Regions from separate parts of the Arachis hypogaea genome. Here region 1 is linked to region 2. A link is a contact called in public Hi-C data. All regions are on one chromosome and are shown on one strand. Each heading gives the region's core, a stretch centred on a gene start, on an enhancer-like site or on the middle of the called end of the contact. The rest is flanking DNA. Distances are from core to core; before and after follow the strand shown. Region 1 holds the start of LOC114925061 (protein MAIN-LIKE 1-like). Region 2 holds the start of LOC112733760.

Region 1 (6,273 bases), core at 2,511-5,010, 150 kb after region 2:
TTTTTCTTTTAATTTTGTACAATCATATATTTTCTGTTTTATACTGAACCATTTTTTTAAAAGGGAAGCAAAGATCAAATTTTAAATTTTTTTATGACAAAAATTTTAATATTATATTATTATAATATAATTAATCCCAAAAATTTAAGTCAATAAAAAAATATAAATAATTATATTTCTAACCATCAAAATTATATATTAACAAACGTAGACTTATCCTCTTGTGTCTTCGTAATCTTAATATTAGTAAATCATTGTAGAGTTTTCTATTGACTATTTATTGAAGCAAACCCACCTAATAAATCAATAATTAATTAAGTCTATATTCTCTTATATGTTTCCTGTTTGTCAATTAATTATGTAATCATATATGGTTACCCTATGATCTCTGAAAATATCTTAAAGTAATATCGGAACTAAGCATATACTTTTGCTATATATGATTCTGCCAACTCATATCTTATGAAATAGCATATCAAAAGTTCGTTTTCAACGTAACCATCATTAAACTAATTTTGAAGAATAGAAAACAGAAAATAAAGATCAGATATGATGAAATGAACCTCGTGGGCTGCTATCAGCCGATAACAAATTGGGCTTTATGAGTAACAATTTTATGTTATTTTTTTAAGGTAAAGAAAATATATATCTTCGTTTTTCTCTAGATGTATAGCTATATAGTTGACTTTTTATAAAATAAAATGGAAGGTGGACGGCACCTGGCTAAAATAAATTCAGTTGAAAATTTATTTTAGAAAAGAAAAAAAAAGTTGTAGTTGTTTATAAGTCCGTGACACTTTGAACGGGAAATCGTACATAGGGTTACGTTCCAAGAGATTGACCGAGGAAGTTTTGATTAACAAAGAATTTCAATTTTTAATCTTTCACACTGTTCCAAAGCCACAGATAATAATTTATACTTTAGATGAAAACAACAAGAATATAAAAATTTTCTAAATATAACGTCCTGTTATTAGCCTCAGTCTGTTAATTCCACAATCCATTAATCAGTCCTAGTAGTTCTTACGTCACAAAATCTAAAACCGGAGATTGCTTACAATTTATTCAAAACAATTATTAACGTGTATGCATATGGCTTTGAATTTTGACCCACCAGAGCCTTAGAAGAACTGAATGCTAACTTCAACAAGTTAAGCAAGTTGCCGGATACAATAGGGTTTGAGCTCATAAACCTCCAGAAGCTGTCCGTCAACTCCAACCAGCTTGTGTTCCTTCCAAGCTCCACCTCTCACCTTATGGCCCTCAAGGTCCTCGACGCGCGCCTTAACTGCTTAAGGTCTCTGCCCGAAGACCTTGAGAACCTAGTCAACCTTGAGACGCTCAATGTGAGCCAGAACTTCCGGTACTTGGACACACTACCCTACTCCATAGGGCTTCTATTGTCCCTCACTGAGCTTGATGTTAGCTACAACAACATCAAGACTTTGCCCAATTCCATTGGGTGCCTCCAGAAGCTCCAGAAGTTGTGTGTCGATGGGAACCCGCTTGCTTCGCCGCCATTGGAGGTGGTTGAGCAAGGGTTAAATGTGGTGAAGGAGTTCTTGTGTCATAAGATGAACTCGTCAGGGGACCAGAGTAGCAAAAAGAAGAAGTCGTGGGTGAAGAATTTCGTCAAGTGTGGAACATTCCAAGGACGCATCAATAGTGGTATGAAACGGCCGCAACATGACGGTTTCACCAAGCTTAAGCATCAGTCCATCGATGGTCTCGCCTCGCCTGGCGGCTTCATGGGGATGCTCTCACCTCTTCGCATCTTCTCACCTCGTCGTTCCTTTAGTTGAGAGCCAATGCAGTTTAGAATGTTTTGTTGGGATCAAAATAGATCAAAAATTTTGTGGATGAGTTCCCTAAACGCCAAAATCCACTCATTCATATAAAATTTCACTCTATTTTGGCCCCTCACCCAACATATACTAATAGAATAGTAGTCTTGTCTATATGTTAAACTCTAGCAATCATGGGGTGTGTGTTAACTATAGGCCAGTACATTTGTAAATTTGAAGTTTATTGCCATATCAACTTATAGCCAATTTTACTCTTCTATCTATCTATCTATCTATCTGACATTTTATATCCATCAAACATTTTGCTCACAAAAGACAACTGGCGAATTTTTAAACAAAATTGGTCAGAATGATCTCGCTCACTTGCAAAAACTATCTCTAAAGAAAAGGATATCCTCAATAATAATAATAATAATAATAATAATAATAATAATAATAATAATAATAATAATAATAATAATAATTGTTGAGTCATGATTTGGTTACTAATCCTTGTGATAACAAATATAATTGATATTTTTTTATTTTAACTTATTTATAAACATTGTAGGTATTAATAAATAAGCAATTAAGTTTCACAATCAAACAATCCATGATTTCGTACAAAACAACACATAATTGACAATTATCTTCAAGAATCAGATTGCTTTACAATAGAGAAATTGTCGCACATTACTGTCAAACCAAACAATAAAGTTATTTTCACTCAAAGCTAATGGCTATGGTATTAAAGAGTGCAACAGCTACTTCGGCAAATAAGGCAATGATTTCTATCACTGAAGATCATATCAACAAGTCTTATATACGAAGTTCTGTTCAAGGAAGAAGGTAACCGATTCAACATAAAAAAACATAGCCTTTGCTGATATAACTTTATTTCTTGTTATTGAGTGTGTTCTAATTTTTCTATTTTTAAAATTAAATTTATATTGAGAGATATAAAAGGAAAAGTGAGTTAACCATACAAAAATAATTTTATACTTTTATTTGAGTGATTATTTTCGAAAGTGTACTGAAATTAGAGTATACTTGATTTTCCTTATTTAAGTTAACACTTAAAAGTTACTAAGTTTGGATAGCTTAGATTAGTAATAAAAGTGTGAATATCTTGAAATTGGTAATTATAATCAATCTTGCTTATAGTAAAAATTTTACCAATGTTTATGGTAGAAAGTAGAAATTGAATGTAGATCGTATTGCACTTCGTAACCAAACCAGAATATATGTTTATGGTAGAAAGTAGAAATTGAATGTAGGTCGTATTGTACTTCGTAACCAAACCAGAATATATCGTGATGTTATTCATTCTCTATTTATCATCTCTGCATCATCATCTTCTGTTTCGATACTTCGAGACAAGACAAAAAGAACAAAATAATCTCCTTATCTGCGTGTACTGCACAATCAATTTTATAATCTATCAAAAATAGTTTCTTGATTTAACCTCTATTTTCAACTCACTTAGGAATCTTCCATAATAATAATAATAAACACCCAAGTTAAATTTTAAGAAATTTTATATCAAACACTTTGCTCCTCCAATAAATTTCTATTTTCTAGAGATCTTCAGAAATTAGTCTCATCAGACAAAATTATTCTTCTGTTATTTTAAAAGATGAGGGCAAAACACCATAATAAGCCAACATCACTTTAAATTTACGTATATAAGCCAAACTGAAATTCGATTCAGCAATGAGCCAAATCGTATTTTAATGTAATTCGAACCAGGCTAGTTCGAACTGCATTTAGCAATAAATCGAACCAGGTCAGTTCGAATTACCAAGAAAGACTTGAAGCTAAATCGAACCAGCCTGGTTCGAACTAGCATTGCATGTAATTCGAACCAAGCCAGTTCGAATTATAGGTAAGTTAGGTCTTCAAGTAATTCGAACCACCCTGGTTCGAATTACACTTATGCTGGGTTCTTAGTAATTCGAACCACCCTGGTTCGAATTATTAGTGATTGGGCTATATAAGGAGTTTGAATCAGCCTCATTCAAACCATTCTCACCTTCTACTACCCCACCAAATCTCAGAGAAAACGACCCAGATTCTCTCCGACAAAGACCTGAACGGAATACTCTGCTGATGGGGGACGATCCGGCACGGTTATATCGCTTGGACGGAGTCGCCCATATAGCTGGGGTCATCAACGAGGAGGTTAGTACGGAAATAACTTTGTTCTACCGGTACATGTGAGTTAGTGGTTTTGCATGCGGGTTAGATGGTGGTTTAGTTGGTGGTTTATGTTAGTGGTTTATGTTAGTGGTTTCTGTTAATGGTTTATGTTAGTGGTTTATGTTAGTGGTTTATGTTAATGGTTTATGTTAGTGGTTTATATTAGTGGTTTATGTAAGTGGTTTACATTAACGGTTTATGTTAGTGGTTTATGTTAGCGGTTTAGTTGTGGTTGTTTTATGTTAGATCTTTCATGTCAGTGGTTTATGCTGGTTTCTTATGTTAGTTGTTTATGCAAGTGGTTCTTGTTCTTGGATTTTTAAGCGGTCATATTTAGTACGAATTTTGGGTTTATCAATTATCGTGTTGATTATGTTTGTCACTGGTAATTAAGTTGGTTCTAATAATGCGGTTCATTTCTTCCGCAGCCTCAGCGATGCATCAGGAGCATGCGGCGGCAGCAGGGCATGCTCTTCTATGACAGATACGTTATGTACCTGCAGATGGCAGGTCTTTACCATCTTGCAAGGCTGAACGATAGATGGTTCCGGTTGGACGAGGCCCTTGTCAGTGCGTTCGTCGAGCGATGGCGTCCGGAGACGCACACGTTTCATATGCCGTTCGGAGAGTGCACGATCACACTCCAGGACGTGGCATACCAGCTGGGTTTGCCAGTGGACGGGCGTTACGTCAGCGGCTGCCTATCAGAGTTCCAGATATACATCGAGGGTGGCCGTCCAGCCTGGGTTTGGTTCGAGGAGTTGCTTGGAGTGGTACCTCCTTCTAGCCAGGTTCAGAAGTACGCGGTCAACTGCAGTTGGTTTCAGGAGACTTTTGGTGAGTGCCCGGAGGGAGCTGATGAGGATACTGTGCGTCGATATGCCCGTGCGTACATCATGATGTTGTTGGGCACGCAGCTGTTTGCGAACAAGTCCGGCAACCGCATTCACATCAGATGGCTTCCGTTTGTAGCTAGGCTGGAGGAGATGGGGACCTACAGCTGGGGTTCTGCAGCACTGGCCTGGTTGTACCGGTGCATGTGCCGAGTGGCGAACAGAAATGTTATCAAGCTAGCGGGCCCACTTCAGCTACTTCAGTCATGAATTTTCTGGCGATTTTCTCGGTTTAGGCCTGCAGGATTTGAGACGTTCAGCTGGCCATTGGCCTCGAGGTACTGTACTAAGCCTTGTCTATTTCAATTTACTATACATAACTACGTGTTCATTTATAATGTATTGGATACCCTAAGCACACATTTAAGTAGCGGTAAGACATGTGCATGATGCAGGTGGTCAGGTTACATCCCTTCCAGTAGCGAGAAGAGTCCTAGAGTTCAGATGTGGAGGCTCTGGATAGACCGGTTGCAGGATAGAGAGGTCAGTATGTTACTTAATAAGTTTCTTTATTTAACCACGCTTTACGAGTTGGGTTCATGAGTTGCCCTGACACTGTATAGTTCTTGGTGCAGTTTATCTGGATGCCGTACAGCAGCACCGACGTACTTCAGGTCGTGCATCCCGAGGTTTTGGAGCCTCGGCATATGGTGCTTTGGCGGTCTGTTACGTCGCTTATCTACTTTGCCGTCATAGAGTGGCATCAGATAGATAGGGTTCTTCCGCAGTTTGGAGGGGTGCAGCCCCGTCCACATCCCGCCCTGAACATCGACTTTCTGATGTCGAAGGACGGCAGAGGCGGCGATCGATGATTCCCCTACCATTTGCAGAAGTGGCATCTCTATTGGGAGTCTCGTACGGAGAGCGTGCTGAGGTTCGATGTTGTTGCTGACCCTGGTCCGTCGCATGAGTTCCTGGAGTGGTGGAGTCAGCATGGGAAGAGGTTCTTGTCTCCGGATCCGCAGTTGGGAGATCCAAGAGCCGTTGCTATTCCTGTTGAGGCCTCACAGCGGGGAGCTGGGCGAGTTCCTGAGATGGATTGTCCTGACGACGTGCCGGACAGGCGGCGGGTTGAGAGGAGAGCTCGCGTGGGAACACGGCGTAGCCAGCGTGACTGGGGGTGGCTTGAGCGTGCTATGGAGGATGATGACGAGGCCGGCCCCACTGGGGGTCGACGACGAGGCCAGCCAGGCAGAGGTAGAGGGCGTGATGCGGTTCATGCCGCTGCGCCTGACCCTGAGGACGATGACGATGATCAGAATGGGCCCGAGGGCGGGGATGGTGCAGGGGCGGCTGCAGTTGCTGGTTTTAGTACCCAGGATGGGGTGCACGGAGGTGAGTGGTATGGCTCAGGGATGGGTGACGGGACTAAGCCTAGTGACGCTGGACTTGGGTCG
Region 2 (5,570 bases), core at 2,377-4,876:
TTTCCCTTCTCAGTTCTCACTTTTTGACATCAAGATCTCCTAATGCAGCACAGCATACATATGCAAAAATTAATGTGTGAAAGGGAGAAGATTCACAAATCAAAATATTTGACTAAGTAATTGGATTAGAGCACTGTATCTCTCAAGGGTTAAAAGTCATAAATTTGAATTTTTGAGTAGTAAATATGGAATCGAGATCTGTGTCTAGTTACTCAGTTCATTCTTCATCAAATTAATCTAGCTTATACAACAATGGAGATGCTCAATAAACATCCAATTATAGAATCCTAAAATTCGAGTAGGGATCGGAATATGTTGTCCAAATTAAGATGCACATTATCAACCATTTGTTTATTATTATTATTGAAGTGGAACCTAAAACGTGGTATAAATCTTAACCGACCAAAAAAGTCGGAGATATCAATGCAGGAGAATTCAACACAACTTGAAAGCAAGTCAAAACACCATCTCTAGTCCGTTAACAATAACAAAAACAGCACTCACCTCACAACCACGAAAATCGGAACTAACGATGAAAGGATAACACTCAACTCGCCTATATAAACAAACTAAGTAACCCAGAAGAGGACAGGTTAAAAAATACATTTCATTATCTTATTCGCATTATTCTCTTAATATCTTGCACTGACTTGAGCGTCGGAGTGCTTTTTGCAGGTGCTCCCGCCGCCGAGTTTCGTATTGCCGAGGTTTTCCACCACCCTCTTCAAGACGACATATAGCTCATCCCAAGACCGAGCAGTCGCCAAAGGAGTCTTATACCTCGGTTGAGCCCGGACGGAACATTTGGCGTCTACCGTGGGGCCGAAAAAAACTCATCTAACTCCACTATTTTCTTTACCTAGTTTTTTATTTCTTTTCTTTTACAGGATCTCCGATCCTTAACTATGGCTAACAATGGGGTTCATCAACCCATGCAAGCAGAGCTCTTAGCTCAAATTGCTGAACTTCAAGCAAAAGTCCGAAGGATAGCCGAACTTACCGTCAACAACAATGCCGGAAAGCATGAGGAAGGAAACTCCAAAGGCTCAACTCAAAGCAATATCGATCCATTGTGCCTCAATCCGCCAAATGAGAAGCTGACCTTTGACAACCCATTCTCCGAAGAGATCACCAACTTTCAGATGCCAAAAAATTTCGTGCTATCCACTACTCTTGAGCCATATAAGGGGATTGGTGACCCCCGTGCTCATGTTAAAAAATTTCAATCCATGATGTTTTTTAACAGCGCTAACAATAAACCTGTACTCTGTCGAGCCTTTCCTACTTACCTTGATAGTGCTGCATTACTTTGGTTTTCTAAGCTGTCTGTAGGATCGATCTTTTCATTTGAAGAGTTGGCAAGGTCCTTCATTGACTACTTCGCAGCTTCAAGGATATACGTACACGGATTGGATTACCTTGGTACCATCCGGCAAGGATAACACGAAAGCTTAAAAGAATACATGACCAGATTTGCTGAAGCAACCATGGAAATACCAGATCTGGACCCAGCAGTCCACCTGCATGCCCTTAAGGCCGGCCTCAGACCCGGTAAGTTCCGGGAGACAATCGTGGTGACTAAACCGAAGACACTGGAAGAGTTTTGAGAAAGAGAAGCCGGACAAATGGAGATTGAAGAACTCTGTGAGGCCGAAAGAACGGACAGAAAACACCTAGGAAAGAAGAAGATAAGACCATAAGATCGCAAAACAACAAGGAACCAAGGAAGTCATTCAAGCTCACCCCAAAATTTGACAATTACACCAGATTCAACACAGAGAGAAAAAATAAGAAAAGAGATCCTCAACGCTAAAATAATAAAACCTCCAGCCCGGGCAGGAAGTTACCAGGATCAATGATTTGTAGACAAAAGCAAACACTGTGCTTTCCATCAAAAGTATGGGCAGACGACGGACGAATGTGTGATCGCCAAAGACTTACTAGGGAGGTTAGCCCGGCAAGGCCTCTTGGACAAATATGTTGAAGGAAGAAGAAACAAGGAAGACATTCGAGACCGAGAAGATCGTCGACAAACTTCGGAAGAAAAAGATGACAATAGATGGTCCAACCCTAATCCACCGAAAAGGGATCATAAACTGCATATCCGGAGGATTTGCCGGGGGAGGCGAAACAAACTCGGCACACAAACAAAGCTACCGAGCAATGCTGACAATTGAAGGGACAGTACCACCAAGCAACAAAGATACAACCGATCTCAAAATCACTTTCAGCCAGACAGACATGTCTTCGGCCATCCCGAACTTAGACGATCCAGTGGTGATTTTCATGCAAATAGGCGAACTATTGGTAAGAAAAGTCCTTTTGAACCCAGGTAGTAGCGCAGAAGTACTTTTTTATTCTACATTCCAAAAAATGAAACTTTCTGAAAGAACCATGCAACTTTCATCCGGAGAACTGGTAGGGTTCTCTGGAGAAAGGGTCCCAATTAAAGGCTATATATGGCTAAAAACGATAATAGGGGACACCCCATTATCATAGACCATTGATATCCAATATCTTATAGTCGACTGTCCCAGTTCTTACAATATTATCCTCGGAAGATCCGCTCTGAACATGTTCAAGGCAGTAGTGTCTATCTTACATTTATGTGTTAAGTTTCAGGCATAGGATGGCAAGATAGCAACACTCCACTCGGACCGCCAACAAGCTCGGCAGTGTTACAATGCAAGCCTAAAAAAAATCGACACAAGACAAAAATACCAACAAGAGGTCAAGGCCATCAACAGCACGAACGAAGTACTAACCCTAGCAGAGCTCGACCCTCGAGAGGACACCCAAGAAAGACCTCAACCAGCGCACAAGCTCAAAAAGTTTCCCTAACATCGAAATCAGAACAGTTCACCTACATCGGCCGAGCCCTTCAAGGACAAGAACAATTGGAGCTTATAAAGGTACTACAAGACAACGCCGATCTATTTGCCTGGACCCCGGCAGATATGCCAGGAATAGACCCAAACATCATTTGCCACAAGCTCTCCATCAACAGAACGATCTGACCTATAGCTCAAAAGAAGAGGAATCTCGGGGCGGAAAAAGCAAAGGCAGCGTTAGAAAAAACTAAGAGGTTACTTAGTGCCGACTTCATCAAGGAAATCTGCTTCACCACGTGGCTCTCGAACGTGGTAATGGTAAGAAAAAATTCAGGTAAATGGTGCATGTGCGTCGACTTTACAAACCTCAACAAGGCATGTCCGAAAGATGCCTACCCACTACCGTGTATCGACAAACTGGTAGATAATGTGTCAGGATTTAAAAGCTTAAGCTTCATGGATGCATACTCTGGTTACAACCAGATCCTTATGCATCCAGAAGACCAGAGCAAAATAGCTTTCATAACTGAACATGGGAATTTTTGTTATAGAGTAATGCCATTTGGTCTAAAGAATGCAGGTGCAACATATCAACGACTAATGGACAAGGTATTCCATCAACAGATAGGTCGAAATATGGAAATCTACGTGGACAATATGGTCGCCAAGACCATACCAGAAAGATCGCACTGTGAAGACCTCAAGGAAATATTCAGTCAGATTCGAGCATATAACATGAGACTCAATCCATAGAAATGTGCTTTTGGGGTACAAGGAGGCAAGTTTCTCGGCTTTATGCTGACTTCACGGGGAATCGAAGCAAACTCTGAGAAATGTGAGGCAATACTTAATATGGCAAGTTTGAAAACAATAAAGGAAGTACAACAACTAGCACGGAGAGTGGCCGCCTTGTCAAGATTTTTGCCAACGGTATCAAACCGATCATATCACTTTTTCCAAACGATATCAAAAGGTAAAAAATTCGAGTGGACAAAGGAATGCGAGACGGAATTTGCCAAACTTAAAGCCACCCTGTCTTCACCACCAGTACTACAAAGCCCAGAAGTTGGTAAACTCGTATATTTATATTTATCTGTTTCCATTTACTCTATAAGCTCGGTTCTTGTCACTGAGGCAGGAAAAACACAAAAGCTAGTATACTTTGTCAGCAGAGTCATGCAGCCAACAGAAAGAAGATACCCTAAAATAGAATAACTAGCCGTAGCACTAGCGGGATGATTGACCAAGTGGTCCATCGAACTTTCTGAGTTTGATATTCAGTTTCAATCAAGACCAGCTCTGAAGTCACAAATCCTGGCGGACTTCGTTTTCGAGCTCACACCTGATGAGCAACACTACGAGAAGACTTGGGAATTGCAAGTAGATGGCGCATCAAACCGAGAAGGAAGTGGAGACGGGATAGTATTAAAGGAGGGAGAAACAGTAATGGCCGAGCTATCACTTCAATTCCACTTCTCAGCAAGCAATAACCAAGCCGAATACGAGGCGCTAATAGCAGGTCTCAAGCTCGCCCTCAGCTTCCAAGTACAAAGCCTAGTAGTATATTGTGACTCCCTCTTAGTGGTTCAACAAATCAAAGGAGACTTCCAGGTAAAAGATCCTTTGTTAGAGCGGTATTGGCTCGTAGCAAAGGATCTTATTTCAAAATTCGATAAATTTATCATATTACACGTGCATAGAGAGAACAACAATAGGGCAGATATATTATCTAAGCTCGCTACCACTAGAGCAAGCACACACACATCGACACTATCACAACTTACACTAGAAAAACCTAGCATCGAATCATTGTACATGATAAACACCATTCATACAAATGACTGGAGAATACCTTTTCTTTAATACATTAAAGTAGGAATCATACCCAACAACAAGACCAACCCTCAAAACTTTAGACAAAAAGCAAGTCTTTTTACAACAGTATCAGGAGAGCTATACAGGCGTGGTTTCTCATACCCATTACTGAAATGCCTCGGCAAAGACAAAGCAAATGAAGTAATGAACGAGGTCCACGAGGGCGTATGTGAAAACCACATAGGAGGACAAGCTCTGGCAACAAAGATTATCCGAACAGGATATTACTGGCCAACGATGAAGAGAGACAGCATAACAAAGGTCAAAACCTGCGACAACTGTCAAAAGCATGCCGCTATCTCCATGAAGCCCGCTGAGGTAATGCACAGTATGGAAGTAAGCTGGCCTTTCTACAGATGGGGGCTCGATATCCTCGGCCCATTTCCAATAGCGCTAGGTGAGGTAAAATTTCTTTTGGTTTCAATAGATTATTTCTTAAAATGGATAGAAGCACAATCACTAGCAAGAATAACGGCTGAGAAGGTACGATCTTTCATATGGAAAAACATCATATGCCGGTTCGGAATACCAAGGGAAATAATATCGGATAATGGTAGACAATTTACAGATAATATACTTGCATCATTTTTGAAAAATTTTAACATACAGCACCATTTTAGCTCGGTCGAACACCCACAAACAACTGGGCAAGCCGAAGCTGCTAACCGAATAATATTGCAGGCAATGAGAAAAAAGCTCAGCGATGCAAAAGGTGAATGGGCAGATTTGATCCCAGAAATACTATGGAGCTATAACACGACGATACAAACTACAACAGGCGAAACCCCATTCAAACTTGTCTATGGAACAGAGGCCCTGATACTAGTCGAGGTCAGCATCCCCACACTAAGGTTCGAGTTTTAC

What was found. Hi-C and Micro-C count contacts between places; a contact is called where the count stands out from the background.
Region 1: a contact with region 2 is called in a Hi-C map of leaf, with 1.9 times the contacts expected there. The contact joins the promoter of LOC114925061 here to the promoter of LOC112733760 in region 2. A contact is called at or near these places in 2 of 8 Hi-C or Micro-C datasets (both in leaf).

The regions. Positions count from the first base shown.
Region 1 is chr13:40,819,483-40,825,755 of arahy.Tifrunner.gnm2.J5K5, forward strand. It overlaps LOC114925061 (protein MAIN-LIKE 1-like), which reads left to right and starts at 3,761. Exons shown (of 4, transcript XM_029291581.2): 1 at 3,761-3,965; 2 at 4,412-5,154; 3 at 5,272-5,359; 4 at 5,452-6,273. The coding sequence starts at 3,894. The coding sequence ends at 5,086. LOC112738188 (plant intracellular Ras-group-related LRR protein 1) reads left to right here. Exons shown (of 3, transcript XM_025788527.3): 3 at 1,118-2,064. The coding sequence ends at 1,802.
Region 2 is chr13:40,671,838-40,677,407 of arahy.Tifrunner.gnm2.J5K5, forward strand. It overlaps LOC112733760, which reads left to right and starts at 3,627. Exons shown (of 3, transcript XM_025782842.1): 1 at 3,627-3,908; 2 at 4,113-4,350; 3 at 4,708-5,570. The coding sequence starts at 3,627.